Linked DNA regions of Mus musculus: all the other regions are linked to region 1. Evidence: chromatin contacts called from public promoter capture Hi-C data. All regions are on one chromosome and are shown on one strand. The core of a region is the stretch at or near the end of the contact, and the rest is flanking DNA. Distances in the headings are between cores, read along the strand shown.

Evidence for each region. Capture Hi-C pulls out chosen DNA fragments and counts their contacts.
Region 2: a contact with region 1 is called in a promoter capture Hi-C map of liver, with 2.6 times the contacts expected there. The contact joins the promoter of Trim37 here to the promoter of Znhit3 in region 1. A contact is called at or near these places in 1 of 39 promoter capture datasets (hippocampal neurons) and 1 of 9 other capture datasets (liver).
Region 3: a promoter capture Hi-C map of liver shows a contact between it and region 1, with 2.8 times the contacts expected there. The contact joins the promoter of Prr11 here to the promoter of Znhit3 in region 1. A contact is called at or near these places in 2 of 39 promoter capture datasets (hippocampal neurons and liver) and 1 of 9 other capture datasets (liver).

Annotation. Positions count from the first base shown.
Region 1 is chr11:84,914,831-84,917,860 of GRCm38.p6, reverse strand. It overlaps Znhit3 (zinc finger, HIT type 3), which reads left to right and starts at 1,495. Exons shown (of 5, transcript NM_001005223.3): 1 at 1,495-1,605; 2 at 1,731-1,762. The coding sequence starts at 1,520.
Region 2 is chr11:87,125,456-87,128,485 of GRCm38.p6, reverse strand. It overlaps Trim37 (tripartite motif-containing 37), which reads right to left and starts at 1,411. Exons shown (of 24, transcript NM_197987.2): 1 at 992-1,411. The coding sequence starts at 1,012.
Region 3 is chr11:87,107,110-87,110,139 of GRCm38.p6, reverse strand. It overlaps Prr11 (proline rich 11), which reads left to right and starts at 1,426. Exons shown (of 10, transcript NM_175563.5): 1 at 1,426-1,499. It overlaps Ska2 (spindle and kinetochore associated complex subunit 2), which reads right to left and starts at 879. Exons shown (of 4, transcript NM_025377.3): 1 at 836-879. The coding sequence starts at 868.

The sequences.
Region 1 (3,030 bases), core at 246-2,745:
CATCCTTTCTACCGAGTCAGACCAAATTGTCAGTAGCAGAGATCCAGGAGATTAGACTCCTTCCGAGTATCATGGAAATAACCCTTTTGCCAGCTACAGGTTAAAAAATATATATGTATGATTTCCATTTGTCTTTCAATAGCTCAAGAATTTAGGTCTGGACATCCACTTTAATTGATAAAAGGGCTCAGGTAGCAACCAAGCCCTCTAAGACACTCAAAGAGTGGGAGTCAGGGCTCCAGGCACTGCCTAGTTTGCAGCAGCTCCATCTCAGCAGGCACAGATGCTCATGCGCACACTTATTAACAGGGACCCTAGAGCAGGGCTGGTGGAAACAGAGGCAGGCCGGCTCTGTGAGTTCAAGCTCAGCCTGGTATACAGCATGAGTTCCAGGACAGCCAGGGTTACACAAAGAAACCCTGTCTTAAAAACAAAAACAAAAACAAAAACAAACAAACAAATCAACAAAGGACCCTAGAGCCTGAATGGGCCACATAGATGAGGAGGAGGCATTTGGGAGAGGAACATGATTTAAGGTCCTGGAAGCTGGAGTTTAGGTTAGACCAAATTCAGAGCTTCAGAGAGGAGCAAGTTTCTTAAAGAAAACAGGATTCCAAGTAGGGCCTGGTGACACACCCTGCAACAGGGTCTCAGACCTTAACACAACTGACTCCACGATTTTGTCTATAACTAAAGTCTATAGTAGCCTTCAAGGTTAGTCATAGCCCATCTATTCTGACTCATTAGCCTGGATTCCTTTAGCCTAGCCACTGATCTGCTCTGCAGTCAGTCAACTCCACCATGGCTTGTAGTGGCATGAAGCACAAGAAAACCTACAGGCTCATTTTCAGAGTCGTGCAAATGCACGGCTTGACACTAAAATTCCAGTCTCTTCCTTAGTCCTTTCCCCATTCTGTTTTCACTTCAAGCCTTGTGCTCCTAGGGAAGAGACCGTCTTCCAATCATCCCCAGTGTCTGGACATTGTAGAACTCACAGTCGGGGTTCAACAAGCATTTGTCAGCAGCTCAGCCTCAAATGTCTTTTGGGCTGGGAGAAGTGGCTTAGCAGTAAGGACCGCTAGATGCTGTTACAGAGTTTGAGTCTTAACATTCACAGTAGGAAGTTCAAACCCGCCTATCTCTAGCTCCATTGGATCTGATATCTTTTTCTGGTCTCTCTTGGGGCAGGGACATCATTTACCCCGGCACAGGCGCACACGTATACAGTTTTTTTTTTTTTTTAATGTCTTTGATTAGGCATGGTGGTGCACACTTGTGATGTCAGTGTCAGGGATGCAGAGGCAGAAAAATCCTGAGTTCCGTGGCCTGATCTAATCAGAGGAAAAAAATCCTTGACGCAGCAGCTCTAAATGCACATCTACTGTATCGACACTCTACAGGTGAGGCCTAGAATAGAGAACAGGATCAATCCATTGCTTCTGACTGCCAATGAGTGCGGAGCGCTGTGATTGGCCCTTGTTTAGGTAAAAGAGTGAGCGCGGGTGTCTTCTGGGAAGTCATGGCGTCGCTGAATTGTAGGACTGCGGTCTGTGTGGTCTGTTTGGAGAAGCCGAAATACCGTTGCCCGACTTGCCGCGTGCCCTAGTGAGCCAGAGCGGGTAGTGGGTTCGGAGGGAGGCCGGGCTGCGGGCGGCGGCTGCGGGCAAGGGGTACGTGCTGCGGCCGCTCGTGCTGATCGTGCTGACCTGAGCCTGTCTGTCTCATTACAGCTGTTCGGTCCCCTGTTTTCAGAAGCACAAAGGTAAGACCCCGGGACACCGTCGCAGCCCTTGCTCCTTCTTTGTACCGTACAGGCCCCATGCCCCCAGGAACCCGAAGCGGGAGGATTCCCGCCAGTTCAAAGCCAGCCTGACTACAGACTGAGACCCTGTCTCAAATAATCCAAAGCAAGTCAGCTGCTTTCTTGGGAAAAGTCTTAGCTATTTATTCATCTTGACATTCTAGTGTAGCCCCTCACTATCGCAGAAACTGCCTTGGCTGAGGTCAATTAGCCAGCAATGGTTGTCTTTAAAATATGGTTGTTTATTATTTACAATAGGAGAAATTTTCTTTTTCTGTGTGTGGTATTTTGAGACAGGTTCTCCTCCTCCTCCTCTTTTTTTTTTTTTCCGAGGCAGGGTTTCTCTATGTAGCTCTGGCTGTCCTGGGACTCACTCTGTAGACCAGGCTGGCCTCGAACTCAGAAATCCGCCTGCCTCTGCCTCCCGAGTGCTGGGATTAAAGGCGTGAGCCACCACGCCCGGCTGGTTCTTTTTCTTCTTTCATTTTCCTTCTTTCTTTGTTTGCTTTTCAATAAAGGGTTTCTGGCTGCCTTCGAACTCGCTCTGTAGACCGGGCTGGCTTCAAATTCATAGCGATCTGCCTGCCTCTTGCCTCCCAAGTGCTGTTTTATTTTGTGCTGAGAAAGAGTATCTCAGATTCACTATATATTCCTTTTTTTGTTTTGTTTTTGTTTTTGTTTGTTTTTCGAGACAGGGTTTCTCTGTGTAGCCCTGGCTGTCCTGGAACTCACTTTGTAGACCAGGCTGGCCTCGAACTCAGAGATCTGCCTGCCTCTGCCTCGCGAGTGCTGGGATTAAAGGCGTACACCACCACGCCTGGCTGAACTATATATTCTATACTCCTCCCAGACTCACAATCCCCATGCCTTAGTTTCCTAATGCTGGGATTAAAGGCACAAGCCACCACGGCCCAGCTGAGACTGGCTCTTTTTTTTTTTTTTTTATGTAGTTCAGGCTGGCCTATCTATCATGATCATGCTTTGTCATCCTCAAATGCTAGGATTATAGGAGCCACCAGAACTGGTTAAAATAAGTTCCTGACCTATTGAGAATGGAGCTGGAGCGATGGCTCGGCTGTTAAGAGCTTCTTGTTGCTTTCCCAGAGGTTCTGAGTTTGGTTTTCAGCACCTGCCTACTATAGGCAACTTGTAGGTCCATTCCCAGGGGCTCTGACTCCCCTTCAGGGGCTCTGACTCCCTCTTCTGGCCTCTGTAAACACTGCATACAT
Region 2 (3,030 bases), core at 162-2,661, 2.2 Mb before region 1:
GTTGTCCTGACCTCCACGCCGGCACATCAATGCACACCCATGCACACACTAAATAAACAAACATTTGTAAAGATATCGTGATTAGAGGCAAACTAATTCAGAATCTGAATTTCTGTCCTGATGTAATCAACTAATTATGTGAGCCTGAAAATCTGCAGCCACTATAAATGCGAGTGTCCCTATTGACATTAAGTTAATAACTAAAAAAAAATTGAAAACAGGGAAGTTTACCCACGTCTATTTTTACTCCATTCCAGAAAAATTAAACCCTCCTAAAACCAAGAAAAGTTTACAAAACCTTCACACAACTTTCACAAGAGCAATTAAGTAGAAAATTACTGATGGTCATAACTGCAAGACCAGGTCCTGAGAGATGCGGACTCTTAACTGGCTTTGGGAAGACAATAAAACCATGGGGGTGAACTGGGTTAATCTCAAGAGCAATGCTCAGTAAGTTATCCCTTATTTTTAAAAAGCAAAAATCATGTAGTACTTTAGTCTCTGAACGGTTCACGCCCCCCAGCCCCCAAGCAATCGTTTTGATGATTCTAGCCTTTATGGAAATACCCCAATCATGAAATCATCTTACAAGAATCAATGCTGGAAACTACTAGTCTTTAAGTCAGTCGAGTGTGAGAGAGGTGTGTGTGTCCTACAAAATGAACCGCTGAGGGTGAAAAAAATGTTTAATCATGCAGAGCAAGTCGTGGCGAGAAAGCAGGGCAAGTCCTTCCGATGAATTTGCAATTTTGCTCTAGAAAGGCTCAGCCTGCAAACAGCGACGAGAGCAGGTGCCAAGGCATCGCTGGAGCTCCGCAGCACCTGACTGCGGAACAGATTCAGCACCGGGCATGCTGAGGGCTGGAAGCACTACCGCCGGGCCAGCCTCCCTCTCCGCGACTCGCAGAGGCTGCCTCCCACAGGGAGGGCGAGCGCATGGGGCCCCGGATAGAAAAGGAGCCCAGCCGCCACCCTCCGTGATGCCCCTCACCTCCACACTCTGCTCATCCATTGCCTCCGGCTCTCGGCGGGGCCCTCGGCGACCCTCGGAGTCCGTGTCTGCGCTGTCAGGCGCCGGCCCGAGGTCGCCAGGTCAGCTGCGCTCACCTCAGCAGGCTCCCACAACAGTGCCACCTCCGCGCCCCATCCCGTCGGGTTCCCCACCGGCTACCCCGCATTTCGCCATTTTTTTTTATCCGCGCGCCAGCCCTGGGGCGGAGAGGGAAGGGCTAGCGGTAGCCGCAACGCCTTCCTCCCGCCTCAGCAGCTGGCCTGCGTCCGCGTGGGAGCCCTGGCCCACGTGACGCCGGCGCGCGCGTGTGAAAACCGCCGCGGGGCCCGTCCGGGGCGGAACAGGCGCCACAGAGAATTCGCAAACACCAACGGTAACCAGGGCAGCTAGAGGCGCGGCAACGGGGCGGACGCGATGCGCACGCGCACTCGGCGTTGCGGGAGGGGAGGGGAGGGGCGGGGCGGAGCGGGGCGGGAGGAGAGGCGGGCGCCCGGTTCCCGCGGTGCGCGCAGCACACGAGACTTGGAGAGGCGGTGCCGCGGGGAGGCGTGTCGGGCGTCGGCGCGGTGCCCTTCGCCTCGCAGATTTTACCGCCAGTGATGTAGGCTCCTTGGTGCGTCCTAATTGGAAGAAGCCACGCTCCCGAGTATTAGGAAGGGACGGAGAGTCTTATTTGCGTTCCCATTGTTTGTGGGTCACCTAAGGAGACCCTGGAGCCGGGAACTCTTGCTTGGTTAGTGTTTGCTTTCCGCCTCTGGGAGGAAACGCAGACTTTAAGCTTTAAAAAAAAAAAAAAAAAAAAAAAAACTTAGTCCCCCTCCATAGTAAATGCATTTGAAAGCTCCAATTGTAATGGACCGGCGATTTCTCTTGACCTGTTATTTTGAGACAAGGTTTCTTTAGTTCATGATAGACTGGACGTATAGTGAAGTCTCCAAGCTTCCTGGAAGTAAGGATTGCAGGGGAGAGGTACCACGTCTTCTCATTTTGGTGAGACAATTGGATCCACATCCCACCGACTAAGGCTTTCTTGCAGCTTGAGTTGTTTTTGCTATGGGGACTAACAAAGAGTCTAGGGAATCGCTTCTAAATTCCTTCCAGAAGAGACCAGTTAGGGTGCAGAAATTGAGGGTATGTGAGACAAAAGGCGTTGGTCAAATACTTAAATCTTAATTCTTCTCTTAAGCTTATTACAAAGTTATTTATGAACCCAATCCAGAGAATTGATAATCTAGAAAGAATCTTTTCGTTACTAGCAACATTTTTTAAAAATTATATGAACTATAAACAAGATTTATGGAGGTAGGACGGATGGCCCAGAGGTTAAGAATACTTGCTACTCCGGGGGAGGACCACTCTCTAACCCTGCCTTTGGTCTCCAGCCTATACTCCAACTCCATTCTGCCCACCTAAAACACCCACACTCACATGCACATATATTAATATAACCCAAAATAATCTACACACACATAATTTAATTAAGTAGAGATAGAATATGCTTTCACAAGCTGGGCATGGTGGAGCACTCGTTTAGTCCCAGCATTTGGGGGACAGAGGCAGGTGGAGTTCCAGGACAATCAGGGATACACAATGACACCGTGTATTGAAAAACCAAAAGCAAAAAAGGCTTTCATTTCAAACCACTTATGGTCTTTGAACTAGATGCAGGCTGATAGTTGCAGAATAATTTTACTAACGTGTCCTGAATTGTACCTTTTTGCTGATGTTCCCATGTCACCTGCACTGACCTAGAACTTGCTATAAAGCATATGCCAGCCTTCAACTCCCTCCTTAGCCTCTTCAGTGCTAGGATATACATAGGTATGCCACCACATTCTATTTACACTTTAAAATTTAATCTATACCTAAAAATTTGTGGAGGCCGGGTGTGGTGGTACATGTCTTTAGCTTTTAATCATAGCCTTTCATGACCAGGCAGAAACCATCTCCAGAATAGCCTGGTCTACTTAGTGAGTTCAAAGCCAGCCTGGGCTAAGTCGCCAGACTAAAAAAACAAT
Region 3 (3,030 bases), core at 177-2,676, 2.2 Mb before region 1:
AGAAAACTAAGAAAAAAGGCGCGGCGATCTAGCGGGCAGTGGAAGGATGGGAGGGCGGGAATAAAGAGAACACTGATGGAGAATGACAAGGCCACTCGGCTGGACGCTCAGTGCACTCCAGCCTTGCCCGCAGCCGCTGAGGGCCTTCGTCCAGGGTTCTCCTTGCACAGAGGAAAGGAATTGAGCATCTAGGAAGCAGAAAGCCGGGCCTGGGGCAACGCCGCTCGCGCCCCGGGAAGGAGCTCCAGGCTCGGTCCCCGCGGCGGCTCCTCTCCCAAGCCGCAAAGAGCCCAGTCTGCGGAACCGCGGGCAAGTTTCTCGTGCAAGTCTAGCATCTTCTTTCAGACTGTCCCAGCTCGCCTGCGAGTAGGTGCATGGTGGACTTGAATTTCTCCGCGCCCCTAGACTTCTGCCCCACCTCATCCTCCATCCCCCTTTTCGGGAGACGTAAACGACCTCTCTCCTCCTCCGAGCTATTAAAGACCGTTCCAGTCACGCTTGGGCAAGGAAGGTAGAAATTCGTGAGGCGGTATCTGTGCCGGGCGCGGCTCCTGGAGCCGATGAAGGAGAAAACCAGGACCAGGGAATTACAAAGGCCCCACACCCTCAACATCTCCCGCCATTTCCCTCACGAGTTCCCCGGATGTAACCCCTTCCCCCGCGGCGGTTAAGAGACCAAGGCGGCGGTAGCTCCCGTAGGTGCAGAAAGAAGGAACTCAATTCAGGTTCCAGCTTCCACAACCCAGTTTCAGGAGACTCTAAAATGCGCTTCACCTTCTAGGCCATCGGTGGAGCACATTAATTACCCAGTAGGTTTCCTTCACTCTCCACTCACCATCAGTTCCAGCTTATCGACCTCCGCCTCCATATTGAATAGTTGACATTCCTCAGACCGCTGAGGCGCTTAAGCTGTAAGCCGTGCTAGCACTGAGGCCCTCCATTGGACAGCTGTCACTCAACGTCTTGCGCTCATTGGCTAGTACGTTCCATCGGCGCCCGCCCATTGGCGCCTGGGTAACGCCCCTCGTTATAAAACGCACTTTCCTGTTGGACAAAGACACAAAACGCCGCAGGGGGATTGGCTGCTGAATATATGAATTTTTCCATTGGCTGCCTTATGGTCCCTACTTTCAAGTTCATACTTGGAAAAGAGTTTGCGATTGGTGTACTCGGAAGCAGCAGCAGCCAATGACATAAAAGCTTCCACTGCGGGCCTAGGCGACGTGACACACCTCCTTTTCTCTCCGGCTTCCCCGCCCCTTCTCGCCCGCCTTTCCTTATTCATACAAGAAGCGCCTCAGTTCCGATTGGCCAGGATGTGATGCTCTTTTGGCCAATCGTAGTCCAAGCTGTGCTTTGATCCTTTCAAGACAACGAACCCTGTAGAGACCACGTCTACGATTGGTCGCTCGTCGGCAAAGATTTAATTTTGAAATTTTCTTTATGGTGTGGAAGAGGCTTAGGCCCGAACTTCGTCTAATCCCCAGGCTCTTAGACTAGTAAGTGCAACGACGTTTTTTCTCTTTGTTACCTGGTCCCGTCTTCCGTTACTCGAACTGTTGATGACTGGGTTCTTATGGAGGTGGGGTCTTGAGCTGGACAGGGAAGGGAGATGGAGCAGAAAAGGAAAGGTTTCGGGCAGGAGAAGAGCTCCGCTGGCAACATCTGAGACACATTTTTTATTTAACACTGCAATATATAGTTTGAAGTGATTGCCTTTTTGCTCAGTCTTTGTCGTAACTTTTTGCTTCTCAAAGGGGGCCCACCGACTGGCGGTAATTGGCTTCTCTGGGCGCTAGCGAAAAATGCAAATTATAGGAATCTACCCAAATTTCCTATCACAATGTTTATTTAACCAGATGCTCTCCCCAGCCATTCTTCAGCGCATTTACGTTTATGGAGAAGTATTTTATGTCAGGTAATTTTACAGTGTTCCATGATGCAAAATGACTTCTGACATCTACTTTAAAAGTATACCCCTTTTACTGTGTGTCTAGTAGTGTGCTGGGTAAGACTAAGGACCTGTGGTCACTCTGAGAAAGACACAGGGAAGAACCGGGTGGGGTTGGGGATAGCAATGCTTCACGACTTAAAACAAAATTGACTATAGGACAATGGCAGAGATCATGCTTCAGCATTCAAGGCAAACCAACTAAACTGATGATGGAAATTAAATTGACTAGAGGGGGATGTAAAACATGTGTTTTAGAATAGTGATGATGAAGTAAATCTGTCACTTATGCTGCTGCTACAGTTTTAGAAGTGCCCCTGGCCAAAGACCTTTCCATATAACTGATGGAGTTCTTAAAGAACCAGCAGTGTCAACTCATGAAGAAGACTAATTATATTGTTCTGAGACAGGAGCTTGTGTATCAACAACTAACCCAGACTTTTTTAAATTTTATTTTTTCAGATAAGGATGTATATTTAAATATAAAACAGAAATATTTTAAGTACTATTAAGTGTTTCAAAATACCTGTCTTTTTTGTTTGTTTGGTTGGTTGGTTGGCTGGTTGGTTTTGGTTTTTCGAGACAGGGTTTCTCTGTATAGCCCCAATTGTCCTGGAACTCCCTCTGTAGACCAGGCTGCCCATGAACTCAGAAATCCGCCTCCCTCTGCCTCCCAAGTGCTGGGATTAAAGGCGTGTACCATCACTGCCTGGCTTCAAAGTACCTGTCTTAAAACAAACCTTTCATTTTGGGTAATTGTATAAAGCCTGTTAAAGTTACTATAGCCCCATAGTCTATTAGAAAAAGTCATGGTCTCTGGAGACTTATAGGTCTTCATTATACTTCATTGTATTATATTAGGCAGATAGCTAGTCTAAGCCTCAGCTTAATTTTGTATAACACTAGGACTAAAATCTTCCTTGTCAGGGATTGAAACCTTTGAGGACATTGAACATTAGCTGAGGAAAAGTAGGTTGTACCCCACTTGAGGGGGCATTTAACAAATGGTCCCTCCCACTATGACATCTGCCTATCATAGTAGGTGCTCATTATATGTTGCTGAATCACAAACCTATCTT